2 separate regions of the Gossypium arboreum genome follow, and region 2 is linked to region 1. The links are chromatin contacts, called in public Hi-C maps. All regions are on one chromosome and are shown on one strand. The core of a region is the stretch at or near the end of the contact, and the rest is flanking DNA. Distances in the headings are between cores, read along the strand shown.

The links. A called contact is a pair of places that touch in the nucleus more often than the background predicts.
Region 2: a contact with region 1 is called in a Hi-C map of leaf, with 5 times the contacts expected there. The contact joins the enhancer-like site here to the promoter of LOC108453493 in region 1. A contact is called at or near these places in 3 of 5 Hi-C or Micro-C datasets (all in leaf).

Annotation. Positions count from the first base shown.
Region 1 is chr5:65,588,722-65,594,085 of ASM2569848v2, reverse strand. LOC108453493 (fructose-bisphosphate aldolase 3, chloroplastic) reads left to right here and starts at 1,750. Exons shown (of 6, transcript XM_017751619.2): 1 at 1,750-2,119; 2 at 2,705-2,974; 3 at 3,064-3,173; 4 at 3,330-3,420; 5 at 3,688-3,957; 6 at 4,291-4,876. The coding sequence starts at 1,955. The coding sequence ends at 4,569.
Region 2 is chr5:65,767,701-65,772,987 of ASM2569848v2, reverse strand. It overlaps LOC128293237 (a long non-coding RNA gene), which reads right to left and starts at 1,171. Exons shown (of 4, transcript XR_008283381.1): 1 at 604-1,171; 2 at 433-529; 3 at 1-200. Within about 2 kb of position 4,002, at least 2 of the 2 cell types and tissues checked have an H3K27ac peak or open chromatin away from gene starts, as enhancers often do. A contact at or near this core is called in leaf, where this site is marked.

The DNA of each region.
Region 1 (5,364 bases), core at 501-3,000:
GCCACAGTTTTCAATTTTGAACTTTGGTTTCGAACCCTATTTCAATTACATCCTTTTAGGGCCCTTTAATATCTATAATTACAAAAATTTCACATAAAAAATTCAATTTATTAGTTCTTTTTGACAAACTAGTAAATAAACTTTACAATCTAGTCCTTTTTTCACACCTAAGCTTAAAATCTATCAATTTAACATCAGTTTATTTAAGAAATAATCAATGGAAACTTTCAGAAACTTTAAAGTTTTTACAAATTGGTACATAGGCTAGCTAAATCAACTCTTATAACCTCAAAAACATAAAATTGCAAGAAAGTGACTTAAAAATCATACCTAAATAAGGGTCAAATACTAGAGGTTTGTAAATGACTTTCTCTAGGTTTTCTTTGGTGTACATTCGAGAGGAAGAAGAAGAAAAATAAAGATGACAATCACTAAGTTGTCTTTCTTACTTTGATTAAAATTAATTAACCTAGTTTATTTACTTAACCTTAATCAATTTAAGCCTTAAGCATAATTAACCCAAGTGAGTGGACTCTAACATCATCCACCACCGTTTGGCCATTTAGAAATGGTCTAATTACATATCTAGTGCTTTGGCTATTTAAAAATTTATAGCGATAAACTTTTACAATTTAGTCCTTCTACCTTAATTAACTATCAATTCAACAAATGTACTAAACCAAACTTTAATATATTTCCATACTAGCCTCGTAAATATTAAATATTAATATTTACGAACTCGATTTGTGAGAATGAGGTTTCAAAATCGTTGTTTCTGACACCACTAAAAATTGATTTGTTACACATAATAGGGGTTGAATTATTTAATTATTCTTGAAAGCTTATATTGTTGTACGAGTAACTATTTATGTGTAAACTTGAAATATAATACCTAAGATTATTGGTTGAAATCGGGATTTTGTGTGGGATTTTTTCATAGGATCAAGAAATTATAAATAGGTATTTAAAAATAAATTATAAATAAGAGAAAAAAATTAAAGCAAAGAATCGAACTTGCTTGGCGAATTCCATTTTTTCCACTTCTTCTCTTATGGTTAACTAGATGAGAGTTAATCCTCTTAATTTAGGGTTTTAATAGGTAAAGAGATGGTATGGGATGTCTCAAATGATGTTGGTCAACAATGGAGGCGATGATGTTTGTTGGTGGGTTTGATTTAGTTGATCGTAGGAATGCGTATGGTTATTGGTTCTCGGTTTAGGTTAGGTTATGGAGTATATTTATCAAGATTAAGAGTATAGTCTCGAATGGTGGTTAAGATGGAGTTAAGATTGGATCTCTAGGTTTCATTTTGGATAAAGTAGAAAAAAAAAGTCCAAGTTGGAAAAGGGAATAAAGTAATCAAAAGGTTAAAAAAAGATGTAAGATGTATTTAATTATGTGGCATTGATGTGGATAACCCGTCAACATTTAACAATAAAAATGTACCAAGTGTGATTTTCGTTAACCTTTAATGGTTGATAACGATATAGTGATTAAAATGTTACAAAATAATAATATTAATAGTTAAATTATAATAAATTAAAATTAAATAACCAAAACATAAACTTAGTAAGTAACTATTTTTACAGTTTATACAAGATAATAAAAGCTGTAGAAGTATTTTGCAAAATATTAAAGTGAAATGTTAAATTTGAGGGTAAAAGGTCCAAAATGAAAGATAAAGGACAAAGACTGAAAGGGTAAAATCAAAGTGGGCAATGTAGTAAATGTGGGATTATAAAGAACTGTTTGGTAACGCCGCGTGTTTCTGTCTCATCGTAAACATTCAACTCCCCACTTCCGGATTTTCCTAGGCAAAAACAGTATATATAAAAACAACAACCTAAACGTGACCCTAAGCCTCTCCCCACCTAACCCACCTGCCCTTTTCTTTGTAATAATCGAACTCCCCTCCCGTCCTCTTTCCCGATTTGTCTTCTTCATTGCCCCGCCATGGCTTGTGTTAGCTTCGCTAAACTCAACGCGCCGTCATCCTCTTGGATCGGTGGCCAGCAGTCTCTCCCTCAACGCTCCGGATCATCCGCTCGGCTCGCCACTCGCAGAGTCTCACTCCCGATCCGTGCTGGCGCTTACACCGACGAACTCATCAAAACCGCCGTTAGTGTTTTCTTTGTTCTCTTTTATGTTTTGACTAGATTATTTCATATGATTTTTTATTAGAATTTTTTTTTGTTGGCTAAAGATCTATCATTAGTCATGAAATCCAATTAGTGATTCAGTTTTACTTGTAAATCAGTTGCATCTGCAATGAAATAATTATAAAAATATGATTTCGTTATTTTATATATTAGTATTTGTTTTCATATATAAAAATTCTGGTTTTCTGTGTCTTTCCATGACTACAGGAAGCTTTAAGATATTGATGGAATTCCTTTCTAAATACGAAGTTTGATTTATGACTCCTTTAACTAGGGACATTATAGCTGTTCTTTTTCATTGATGCTTGATGGAGACATGGAGATTTAAAATTTTAAATAGCCGGCTGCAGCACAATATTACTTTCGTTATTTACTGCAATTAATCGCAACAATATTTATTACGTTTGAAACTGTGACCGATTTGCAATCATAATTTGAATCGATGAATGGAGAATTATATGAGAGAATTTTTGGGTTGGCGAAGTTGCCTGATGAAAGGAAACTGTGATAAATTGTTTTTTATTTGTTTCTTTCTATGGTGTAGAAAACTATTGCTTCACCTGGTCGTGGAATACTGGCAATTGATGAATCGAATGCAACATGTGGGAAGAGATTATCTTCTATTGGCTTAGACAATACTGAACCCAACCGCCAGGCTTACAGACAGCTTCTGCTCACAACTCCTGGCCTCGGAGAATATATTTCCGGTGCCATTCTTTTCGAGGAAACACTTTACCAGTCAACTACAGATGGGAAGAAGTTTGTTGATGTCTTGCACGACCAGAAAATCGTACCTGGCATCAAAGTAGATAAGGTGACACTACTGAATTTCTACATTTATATGCGTGTGAATTTCTTTTGATGGTACTCATTAACTCAATCTTTTATATTCACGTGTTTTAGGGTTTGGTTCCTCTACCTGGATCAAACAATGAATCTTGGTGCCAAGGCTTGGATGGATTGTCATCAAGATCTGCCGAGTACTACAAACAAGGTGCTCGATTTGCCAAGTGGTAAGTCAATTTTATGTAGTTAACTTGTGCCTTATGAAGTTTAAGTTGAAGTTCTGATTGGTTTATAACACCTTTATATATATATATACACACATACATACATACATGTATATTACATTTCTCATTCACGAAATGTTATACTGTTAAATTACTCAGGAGAACGGTAGTTAGCATTCCTTGTGGTCCTTCTTCTCTGGCTGTTAAGGAAGCTGCATGGGGACTTGCACGTTATGCTGCCATTTCTCAGGTATTGTATCACATTTTATCAGTTTCTTATAACTTGCTAAACCAATTGCAAGGCTTGTTATTTCCCTACTCAACTTTGAAGTTTTTGGAATTCTAGAAACCAGTTTGCTTCATTCTGTGAATGGCAATTAGATTAATTTTCTATTGCCTAGTCAAATTTTGACATGAGTTATGTGTTGGCTACTTTTGCCGGTACATGCTCTTATTTTATATTGTAGTTGGTTTGTGTATCGAGCTCAATTGTATATTAATGTGAATTAATACCCAGGACAATGGTCTTGTGCCAGTAGTGGAACCCGAGATTCTTCTGGATGGTGATCACCCTATTGAGAGGACTCTTGAAGTAGCTGAGAAAGTTTGGGCAGAAGTCTTCTACTACTTGGCTGAGAACAATGTTATATTTGAGGGCATCTTACTCAAGCCCAGTATGGTAACCCCAGGAGCTGAACACAAGGAGAGGGCTAATCCTGAGACTATTGCAAAATATACGCTCACAATGCTGAAAAGGAGAGTTCCACCAGCTGTTCCAGGAATCATGGTACCTAAAGATCCTTTTTCACATTTAGCCTCCATTTGTTTGATGTTCTCAGATTTAGTTTTTCACTTTTATTTATTTATTTATTTATTTCTAGAAAAAGATCACATATGGAATTCAGTTACTTTCCCCATTGATGTGGACTGTGAGGTTGATATTGGCATGCATAAGTAAACCTTAAATGATGTTTCGGTGAACTAACATGAAAAAATTATCAAAGCCTGTAGTTTTGGAAGTTCATCGTGCAAGTTCTTACATCTTGATTCATAAAGCTTGTTTGATATTTGCTGTAGTTTTGATTAGCGAAAAGGTGTTTGCATTTGTTCATCTTTGCAGTTTTTGTCTGGAGGACAGTCGGAGATGGAAGCCACATTGAACTTGCATGCAATGAATCAGAGCCCCAACCCATGGCACGTTTCTTTCTCTTACGCACGTGCATTGCAGAACACTGTGCTTAAGACATGGCAAGGACGTCCAGAGAATGTTGAAGCTGCACAGAAGGCTCTTTTGGTGCGTGCAAAGGCAAACTCTCTGGCTCAACTCGGAAAATACTCTGCCGAGGGTGAAAGTGAAGAAGCCAAGAAAGGAATGTTTGTCAAGGGCTATACCTATTAAGGCGTAAGACACTGTAATATCTGGTTTTTGGGCATCTATGGCTTTTTGTGCGAGGATTATTACTTGCTGTTAGATAAGTTTTTTACATATTATTGTTATGCCTCCTGAAACTAGGGAGGTTGAATAAATTACTTGGGGGAGTAGAAGAAACAATCCTCGAATCACTTCCCTTGACGCCTTTTGAACGAAACAGGTTCATATTTAAGATAGTTTATTTGGCTGGCAGATCAATTTCAATCAATTTTAGGCTTGGATGATTTTGTATTTCGATGGTTTTTTTTTTTGAAGATATTTCAAGTTCGGGTTATTGCTGTTTTCCATATTTAGGTTGGCTTAATTTGGGTTCGATATTCAAGATTATTTGGATTTAAATCTTTTAATATCTTTAATTTATTAATTTCTAAAATTAAATTAAATTAAATTAAACTAGATTTTCTTTAATACAGCTTTAGTTTTTAAAACGAATTGTTTGAATGGGAAACAAACTCGTAAAGCATGTAAATCCTGTACTTATGACAATTTTATACCTATAATAAAAATGAAAATATTTTGAAAATAAATTTAAAGTAATAAGTTGATAATTTATGTGATGTTTTTGTTAAATTATATGGTTATTTATTAAATAAATTCAAGTTAATGTCTGTTCAAAACTTCAAATACAAATTTGTTTCATGCTTAATATACATACCCTTTTAGATTCTTTGGTTTTGCAGTGATGTTAGAAGCAGATTTGCGTAGTTGAATAAAAAATTGACGGTCTGATTGGTGGTATATAATTAGAAGTAAAGCAAAATC
Region 2 (5,287 bases), core at 2,753-5,252, 180 kb before region 1:
AAATCGGGCTGTTACAAAAACTGCCTGAAAAAATTAAAATTACAATTTGGCTAATTTTTAACAACTTTATTCCTATTTTTTCTAATCTATACAATCGGAGGCTCCGCGCAAATGCTTTGTGCCCTCGATTTTTGGTGGCTGTTGAATCCCTCGAACATATCTTTTGTGACCACCCATCCGTAAGTGGTATTTGGACTGACCTACACATCACATGGCCTAGTGAGTTAGCGGATGCTTGCTTCCAAGACTAGTTATTTAATATTCTGCAAGTGTACCCTACTGACATTTCTAGGAAGGTTGTGTGTGTTCTCTAGTTTCTTTAGCATGCGAGGAATCGCAGAGTTCACGATAATTTTATTATACAGATTCAAGTTCTAATATGCAAGGTCGAGTCTTATGTACTGGAATTGGATGCAGTACAAGAGAAATTACCTGGTCACCTGATTGAGGTTGAGCGTTGGAGGCCTCCAGAGGACTGCTGCCTGAAAATCAATTTTGACGTGGTGTAGCATGTTCATTCAAGGACATCCTGTGCAGGGATAGTCATTAGAGATAATCAGGGGATTGTACTTAGTTCGAAAATTGAAATGAACATGCACATACCTTCACTTTTTGCGGTGGAGGCCCTTGGATGCCTCCAAGCTGTCACCTTAGGTCTAGATCTAGGCTTTCGCGATGTAATTATTGAAGGCAATTCCTTGACTATGATTCAGAAGGTTCTTTCCTATCTGCGTGATAACTCAGCCCTATTCGGAATATTAAGGAGAAGGCTGGTTTTTTTCGTCGCTGCTCTTTTACGCTTTTGCTTCGTACTGGGAACATAATTTCTTATTTGTTGGCTAGAGAGGGTTTGAGAGGGTCGAGTACTACTTACCTGCATGAAAGAGTGCTTGATTTTATGCTTCTTGCTGTAGAAAGTGATCGTCGGACTTTGGGGTATGAGAAGATTGGGGGTAAGCTAAAGGGTATTGAACAAATGCATTATTTCTATGTCTGTCAGGAGGTCTACTTGGATTTGGTTCTTTTTAAGGTTTTTTGGTGATTGTTTTCTTTTTAGTTGCTACTGGATTTCTTTTGTTTAGTGGTGTTTCAGGTGCCTTTTTTGCTGCCAACTAGCAGATTATGAAGAACAGCTTAGCGTTCATTTGTTCCTGTTTTATTTCCTGTCGTTTTTGAGTTGTTCCGTATTAGGCTTATTTTTGGGTTGTTTGTTAGGTTTTATCTGGGTTGTTTGTTAGGTTCTTTAGGCGATTTCTTTGGACCGTTTCTTTTTGGACTTTTGGTGGTGTTGGTTTTTTACCTTTTGTTTGGTTTAAGAATTCACGAGCCCAGTTTTCCTTCAAAAAAATTAAACATTTATATTATTTTGTTTTTAATTTCTCAAACATAGTATTATTGAAATGTTACGATTTTTGTAACAATTTTTTATCAAATAAATATAAAATATTAAAATTTGATATATACAACTTAACCTCGTGCATCACACGAGATAAAAAAAAAACTAATTATATATATTTGTTTCGTACCATACAAACCACTACTTTTTAATTACGTAAACTAGACCATTAGTCTTTAAACTATGGGTAAATTTTCGTTTTGGCCACTTAACTAAAAAAAGTTATAATTTGGTCACTAAATTATTCAAAAGTTTTCATTTAAATCATTAAGTTGTTAAAATCGATGCTATATGGTTTTTTTCTATTTGCATTGCATCCATCAATTGAAAGCTCTATTTCCCCTTCTCTTTTACAATTTAGTTTTTTTTTCATGAAACAGTTCTAGACGTCACAAATCTGTAAATCAAAATCCAAACAACTTTTTTCTCTGATCTCTGACATTGCCCGTCAAATCGACTTGGATCTAAGGTATGTTCTTCTACTTGTCGATGGGTACTAATTTACCAAATCGATTATCGAATCATCACTTGGAGCTTGTTGATGAAACATTTTGAAAAAAAAATAATAACCTAGTGGCTTAAATAAAAACTTTTAAACAGTTAAGTGATTTAAATGAAAAGTTTCGAATTATTCAATAATTAAATTGTAACTTTTTTAATTAAGCGACCAAAATGAAAATTTATCTATAATTTAATGATTAATTATATAGTATACCTTTTTAATTTAATAACCTCGATTGATACATCCGATTATATTTTATTTCATTATCCAAACAAGCTTTTAAACAAATTATAAATATATTCGAAGTTGTTGTTGGTGTTGGTGTTTTTACCCAATGGTGGGTCGTGGGATTCCAATACACATCTGCACAGCAATCCAGGCGATGACTGGCCGTGGAGACTACAAATACCCAACTCTCAATCTCAATAATAGGGTAATAAAACTAAAAAGTTTGCCATTAGGACTTAAATCTTGAGCTGAGTGTGACTTATAATATAAATATCGATTCAATAAAATAGCAGCCAACAATGCCAACTTCACATACACAGACAAACAAACCCCATCACTGCTCACTTTCTCTCTCGTCCATGAGAGAATAATATGAAAACTCCGAGAGCCTTGGAATTCGAGATAGTGGAGTTATTTGCATTCCCCACAAACATGCCCTTAACCCTAGCTTGGAAGGACTATTTCAACATTCTCTTTAACCAAATTATTATACCTTTTCATTTTTATTAAATAATTATATTTATTATATGAATTTATACATTGATAATTCACTGTATATTGCTCATTGTTAAAAAGTTAAATTATGTGCATTGTTTCTAAAAGAAATACTAATAGTAAATAACTGATATTGTTGGTGTATAGATATATTAGTATATTAATAAATGTAAAATCTTAATTTTAAGGTGTAATAATATATATATATATATATATATATATATAAACAAATGTGACACTTATTACATTATTAATCTATTTATTAAGTCTAAAAACTGCACAATATATTAATTAATTATCTTTTAATAATATCATATTTTGTTATTTAATTATTTTTATCTATATTTATCTATACTATTATAAAACTCTTAATTAAATTTGAAATCACAAGCCAAATGACATTAATTCAATCTAACAAAAATTAAAAATTTTAAAATTTAAAATAACTAAATATATTATTAGACGTGTGTATTCTTTTGAATGTTTTATATAATATTTTATTTTTTAATCTCAAACATTTATTTAAGAAAACTTCCTCCTAAAAAACTACTAATTTTTTAAATAACCACCCACTCCATACAACACTACAATTCCCGTAAAATTACAAAGCAATTTTAAAAAATTATGAAATTAAAGTATCTTCCAAATTTATTTTACAATCCACAAAGATAGATCTTTTAAGAGTTTATGTGGTCTCTTCAAACAATATTTTTAATATTCAAATCAAAATCCTCCCTTAAAAATATAATATATTTTATTATAACAGTCATAATTATTTAAAATTTTCTTTCCTTTTTGTTAAATATGATGTCACACGTTTTTCTCCTCTTAACTATTAAGTATAAAGCGTAAAATTTTACCGTGACCCTCATAATGATGTTAAGGTAACTAATCTACCACAGAACATTCAAGGCAAAGAAAAACCAAAAAAAAAAAAAAAAAGCTAAAAGCTAAAAGCTTTGATCTCGCCTTTATATACGACCCACCTTGTCCCCCTATGCATATATCCACACACTCTTTTCCTTACTAAGCTACTTTGCCATATTTGCTTTTTCAGCACAAACTTTCGCTACATATATTTTTCTTTCCATAGCAATTGATTCTAAAAGATGACTGCCGGAAGCACTCAAGGAGTTGCTGATATCTGCTGGGAACATAAGGGAAATGGCGGTAGGAGCTGGTGCCGGTGGCATGACTGCTTGGTTTTTAAATACGGGTGACAGAGAATGGCAAAAGAAACAAACAAGGCTTTGCAATTGTGCTGGCTAGCACCATCGTTGCATTGCGGGGAATTGAGGGTAGCGGTCCGATTTTACTTGACTCTAATCTTAGAACATAACCTTTATTTTTTGTTTCTGCTTTGTTTAATCTCGAGTTATGTACGTTTCTTTTTCTTATTTTCCCTTATTTGAACGTGGGATGTAAGAGATGCATACGAGGTAGCTAGCTTTTGTATAAGGTTTGTACTCAAATTATGGGTTTGGTTTTGGGGTTTGGATAGTTTTGAAAGATAAAAATGCTGCTGGGAATGCATTCCTTACACCTATCATGTAATTTGCTTTCTAATGAGCTGAAACTAAAGATAAAAAGATTATAAATATCAGCGTCTCTTTATTCTATCTATCTTTTGATTGAAAATGTGTTAAGAATCAAATTGGAGCAAATTTCAGGTTTTGCATTTGGTTGAGTTTAGGCCAAATTGCCTGAAAGACATAGTAATAGCAATCCCCCTTTCTGGTTTTCCATCATAATCATTGGCTGATAAAAAAGATGAAGGAAAAAGAAAAAGGGGCATGAGTTTTGGCCTATAAAAGCTTGGTGATTTCTAAGAAAGGAAATGCACGGCAGTGAGACTTGTCCTTTTCATTAAGGGAATCACTAAGCAAAGATGCTTGACTTGACTGCTGCTGTCTTCTTTTTTCAAAAACAAAAATTCTGAAACCCTTTGCAGTGAAGGATTCATTTTCAGACCCTTTCTGTCAATCAGTCAGGGATTCTCCTCAGCCCTGCTTTGGAATTTTGGATTTCAATAGCCTTTCTTCTCAAAGCCCATTTTAGGTCTGCATATAACACTTAAATAAATTAAACCTGTATGGTGTTAAGGCCCATATTTCGGGTGGTATGGTCTTGATGTACTTTGTAAAATTATAAATTTGATCAATTTTAGTTTTTTATTTTTAATTGGTTAATTTTAGTTCTTGTACTCTTCAATTTTTAAAATTTTAATCCTACCCTAAATAGTAGCAATTAATTTTGTTTGGTTAAACTAAAATTACTAGTTGTAGATTTTATCCATATTCTACAATTGGACCATTTTAAGTCCCTGTACTTAGTGAATTTTAAAATTTCAATTTTAACGTAAATGACAATTGTTAGTCCATTAATTTTTTTAGTGAGTAATATGTGAAGATAATAAACTAACATGATATGACACATATGATAATATGTTTGACCCATCAGATTTTAGAAGTAACAAAACTTAATGAATTTAACAATCATAATTTGTTGAGGAATGAAATTTTAAAATTAAAAATTTAAAATTAATTAAATTCACAAGAGTAATAAAAAAAGTTAACGGTATTGATGTCATACTTAAAACTTATCAAACCTGGTGAGTAGTTGTTTTCTAGATTGCCTTCCATTTGTATATTTTCTTTTCTGTGACG